Linked DNA regions of Sus scrofa: region 2 is linked to region 1. A link is a contact called in public Hi-C data. All regions are on one chromosome and are shown on one strand. Each heading gives the region's core, a stretch centred on a gene start, on an enhancer-like site or on the middle of the called end of the contact. The rest is flanking DNA. Distances are from core to core; before and after follow the strand shown.

The links. A called contact is a pair of places that touch in the nucleus more often than the background predicts.
Region 2: a contact with region 1 is called in a Hi-C map of liver, with 4 times the contacts expected there. The contact joins two enhancer-like sites. A contact is called at or near these places in 1 of 5 promoter capture datasets (liver) and 5 of 47 Hi-C or Micro-C datasets (epiblast stem cells, liver and skeletal muscle).

The regions. Positions count from the first base shown.
Region 1 is chr6:21,042,467-21,045,212 of Sscrofa11.1, reverse strand. No RefSeq gene overlaps it. Among named protein-coding and RNA genes, the nearest start is that of GOT2, 610 kb to the right of the region's middle. Within about 2 kb of position 1,337, at least 2 of the 83 cell types and tissues checked have an H3K27ac peak or open chromatin away from gene starts, as enhancers often do. A contact at or near this core is called in liver, where this site is marked.
Region 2 is chr6:21,113,011-21,115,756 of Sscrofa11.1, reverse strand. No RefSeq gene overlaps it. Among named protein-coding and RNA genes, the nearest start is that of GOT2, 680 kb to the right of the region's middle. Within about 2 kb of position 1,391, at least 2 of the 83 cell types and tissues checked have an H3K27ac peak or open chromatin away from gene starts, as enhancers often do. A contact at or near this core is called in liver, where this site is marked.

The DNA.
Region 1 (2,746 bases), core at 88-2,587:
TCCAAAACTCAGTTCTGATACACGGTCTTACAACTAACTTTAGTTTTTCTTGATAGACATGTTCATATTTTTCCTCATACATCCAGTTATATACGAGGGTTTGGGAGAGGGATGGCACAGCCCACAAACTCTTCACTGAAGAATAGTTACCCTTTATTTAGAAAAGTCTTCATCTTTGACCTAGTCTGTGGTTTGCTCAAGTATTTTGACAGCTAGTGATCATTCAACAAGCCAGAAGAACAGGTAAATAAAATCTTAAAGATTCCAGGATGGTAGATGCAAAGTAGTCAGTATTAACATGTTCTATCAATGGATTAATAAATTCAAATAGGACATGAGAAGGTTGGCTTTTGTAAGGCAGTAAAATAATTTGTGTTAATAAAGATAAACATGTCTTTAACAAAAATGAAATGAAAGAGAAACACTAGCTTTTGCTTACTGTGACTTCTATTTCAGCCATAAAAGTCAGGACTAAAAATTTCCGCAAGTGACTGTGAAAAGGAGGTAGGAGGGACTCTATTCCAACTGAGAGATGAGAAAACCATAAAGGTGTGGTTTCTAGATAATTATGCTCAGAATTATTATGTAAGAAGCCACAAAAACTAAAGATTACCCCCTTGCTTTACTGCTTAACTGTCAACACCTTTATCAACTCTTTCAGAAATGTGGCAACATAAATGATTATTTTTTATTATATTGCTCCTTCTGCTCAAAATAATGTTCTGTAGAAATCGTGGAATCTACATTCAAGAGCAAGTACTGAAAAATAAAACAGACAATCTTCCCCCCCCCGCCAAAAAAGACACTGTTTTTGAGCCGCAATAGAGCATCCAACTACCAGCCAAATTATATAACAACCAATGTGTAAATGTATATATACATATATATTTCATATGTTTTTTTAATGGCCATCCTTCATTAGCCCAAACAAGGCAGATCCTAAGAGTTATTTTGTGTGACAAAACATTTTTCCAGGTATGCTATACAGAATAAAAATTTCATGCTTCCGAGAGCAGATAATTTTAGAAATGGATGAGTTAAACAACATTAACTGCAGAAATTCTCAGAATATTCCTATTCTAAAGAAAAAGCATAACTCTCAAAGAGAGGGCAAATCTGAATCAATTCCTTCAAATGAAATCAATTTCTTTCTCTCTTTCTTTCCTTCTTGCCTTTGTTGTATTCATCAGGATTCTCCAGAGAAACAGAATAGGATATATACAGATATAGATACACGGGGATTTATTAATAGGACTCGACTTACGTGGTTACGGAGGTGGAGAAGTCCATGACGCTGTCTGCAAGCCACAGAACCAGGAACACCAGTGATGCAATTCAGTCTGAGTCCAAAGGTCTGAGGATGGGGGGCTGATCTGAGTCCAAAAGCCCAAGAACCAAAGGGTTGATGTCTGATGGCAGGAAAAAAAAATGGATGTCTTAACTAACCAAGCAGAGAGAAAGGGAATTTGCCCTTCCTCTGCCTTTTTGTTTTATTCACCTCAACAAATTGGATGATGCCCACCCACACTGGTGAGGGCCACCTGCCTTACTCATTTCACGAATTCCAATGCTAACCTCTTCCAGTAACATCCTCACAGACACACTCAGCAATGACTTACCCACTCTCTGGGCATCCCTTAGTCCAGTCAAATCAATGCATAAAATATAAACATCACACTTGTAGATCAAGATTAATTTTTGGAAACATCGTTTCCACCAAAAAAGTCAACTATTTGCCAAAAGATAATGGCTATATGATTTGGATGTATCAGAAACAGCTTGATTGGGTTTTTTGGCCATGCTCGTGGCATGCAGAAGTTCCTGGACCAGGGACTGAATTCATGCTACAGCAGTGACAGATCTTTAACTAATAGGCCACTAGGGAACTTCTACGACATGATTTTTTTTTTTTTTTTTTTTGTCTTTTGCCATTTCTAGGGCCACTCCTGAGGCATACAGAGGTTCCCAGACCAGGGGTCTAATCGGAGCTGTAGCCACTGGCCTACGGCAGGGCCACAGCAACGTGGGATCCAAGCCACATCTGCAACCTACACCACAGCTCATGGCAATGCCAGATCCTTAACCCACTGAGCAAGGCCAGGGATTGAACCCGCAACCTCATGGTTCATAGTCAGATTCGTTAACCACTGAGCCACGACGGGAACTCCCTATGACTTGATTTTTAAAAGTATTGTTGAAATGAATAATGTGCCTAGATAGAATGGTATCTGATGGACAGAACACCCTTGACTACCATTCTTTGTGTACTTCATCATGGAGATGTCCTTGGGACTCATAGTAACATCTAGTCTAGAATTTTCTTGGTCAATTTTCTGTCATGCCAGGAATCAGGAACAAAGAATAACTATCTGAATGTTTTGGATATTATTGACAATTTGAGCTACATACTTGACACAAAATTCAAAAATTACCTATCTTTGGAAGTTTCCCTGTGGCACAGTGGGTTAAGGATCCAGCGTTGCCTCAGCTATAGCACCGGTTGTAACTGTGATGCAGGTTTAGTCCGTGGCCCAGAAACTTGCACATGCCACAGGTGCAGCCAAAAAAAAAATCCCCAAATTAATCCTTTTCTACTTTTCTTAATGCTTTAAACAAAAGCTTTATGCAGAGGTAATAAATGTGAGCTGTCATAAGTAATTCTTCTGTTCTTAAACTAATATTTTACCTCTTATCAATGATGATAAAACAAAATAGTTGTATTAACTGAGAAGCTGGAAACGATTTC
Region 2 (2,746 bases), core at 142-2,641, 70 kb before region 1:
TTTTCTTTTTTCTTTTTTTTTTTTAAATTGACTTTTCCAGTGATGATATTGGTCTTTATTATTATCTCTCTCCTATAAAGTAATACAGACTATTATCATTAATAACTAAAAAGAAAGCAATATTTATGACAAATGATGGGCTCATGGTTCAAGTTATTAAGTTTCTAGAAAGTAGTATTTCTGTTTGGTTTGATAAGAAAATATAATGATTATTTGAATAAAGTTTATAAATACAGCCTTTTTAGGATATAACAGCTTAACTTAAAATTTAAGAATTTATACCACATCAATTTAACATCAGATTTATATTATCAATGATCAGTGATCTACGAAAGTTCATACACTAGAAAAAGCAACATACGAAAACAGGATATGCACATCGGTAAAATATATTTTAAAAGGCTGGCTTAAGACCGCAATTACTTGTTAATACTTACAAAAATTCTGCAAAGATTATATTCTTTTGTGCTAACTGATCTCAGAGGGATTAAATCAAATGCACAAAGGGTCAGATTATGAACACTGGCCCATGTGAATTTCAAGCCTGTATTATCTCACCAATGATGTTGTTTTTCAAGATGAACAGATCACTGATCAATCTGAAATCTCTCAGTGTTTATAGCTTTTTAAACTATCTAAATAAAAGTTGTCGAAATGGAGAAAAACCTTAAAAATCTGTTAGAAACCCAGTAATGTTTTGCATTGAATATTTATTTTTTGTTATTTACCTCACTTTTTAGTACTATTACTACTTCTTCACAAGAATTAGGTACTCTATTTTGTCAATATTTCAGCAGAAAAACATATATTGCTCAATTAGCAATCATCATATGTAACAGGAGGACAGTTCTATTCAACATTTATATTATTAATAATGAAGATAACAGTTGTGCTAAATGACTGATGTCATCAAAGCATTTTAAATAAACTTCCTAAAATATTTAATCCTTTGTCAAAAATAAATACTTCATTTCACTAATTGGCTTGGTGGGATTTATGTATGTTACACCATGAATCTCAACCTATCATTATTAATCAATCACCATAATTAAAGAATAAAGATCTTCACTTCCCTTTATCACAAAAATAGAATTTTTTTAGTAATTATAATTACGAGCCCTATTTTGTTATTCCCACATATGAAAACAGATGTGACTTTTCAACATATTTCAGAAAATCAACATATAATATCATATAAGAATTTAAATTAAGCCGTGTAGGAACTTGGTCTACAATATAATTTTCTTTATTCAGTCTAACTTTTGGCCAGGAAAATTAGGGGAAATACTGAATTTACTGCAGTTTCATGTTCCATTTTCTACCCTTAGTGAAAGACTTCAGTGTAAATATAACAGCCTTTGACTCTGTCCTCTTTGCACTCTATGTTAAGGTGACTTTTGGACCTAGGCTGAGGAAGTAGAGTGGTTCTTTCGCAACCTCTTCTCCTCGGGTACGAAAAACACATGACTCTGTATACATTTTTTTTAATGTATATAAAAATGTTTGAAAAAAGATTCTACTTCTAATATGGTTTAAAACTTGGTCAAACTAGGATTTGCAGATGAGCAGAGGGGAGGAAGAAGGAAGGCAAAGATTGACCAAGGTCAATCGTTATGAACAGCTCAGTCATAGGAGATTCAGTACCAACTGAATATTCAACTCTGTGTTACTAAAATATGATCACAGGAGACAGAGGGGAAAAGAGACAAATATAAGCATCAATTCCACTGCAATCTAGCGACAAATCAGTTCCTTCAAATAGAGACATGATTAAATTAATAATTTTAAATTGCATGATTTTAAATAACATGGGCTCTTTGGTGCCAAGTAATAATTGTTACAGTATTACCAACTTGTGTTAAGAGAGAAAAAAAATGTTACATTCAGTCTCAGCATTTACTAGAGAGTGTTTCAAATAAGAAAGGTTTCTAAAAGGCTGTTGAGGACACAAATCCAGTCCCAATTCTACAGGTAATAACAAATGTCTATATTAAGAAGAAATAAAAACTTCTCATAAATTCTGATTTAATTCAGCCACTAATTTTCAACATATATGGGAACATTCATCGTTTCATTAAAGACCAAAGGAAGTGCTAAAATCTATACATTTTTGCTACCCAAACTGGAGCCTCTGGGTTCCTCTGGTCTGAGTTGAAAAGTAAATGTAAAACTCCTCTATTCTGCATTCCTGAAGCTGGGCAAAGCAGTGGGGGTTTCAATTAAAAACCACAGGAACGGAAAGGAATATGTCAATAAAACCACAGACTTGTAAGTACAGCATACTAGTTTGCAAACAAACACAGCAAGCCTTCGTGGAGTATGAGTCTATTACTGTATATTTAAACTGAATGTGTGATGGTAGAGGTGACTATCTCAGCGTGGTTTTCTCTCATTTCATGTACAGGGGAATGCAGACTTGCATCCTTGGCTCCTTGTAGCTAATGCAATGAGAAAATTGCCTAACTGAAGAATGCATCACCAGTGGGAAAAGCTGAAATGATACTAAATCTGCCTTTTTAGTAGGAAGATCATTAAAGGAAGAGAATTTCAAGGCTGAACTGATAGGCAATCAGTAATGGTGGAAAATTAGGTTTTTTTCAAATATAGATATCAGGTTAATATCCATTTAAATTACATGGTTTTCACCATAAGTTTTCTGCAAACAGCATCTGACATTAGAATACATTTGTTGAGTAATCAATTGGTTATAGAGGAGTATAATCAGTACATAAAATATTACATATTT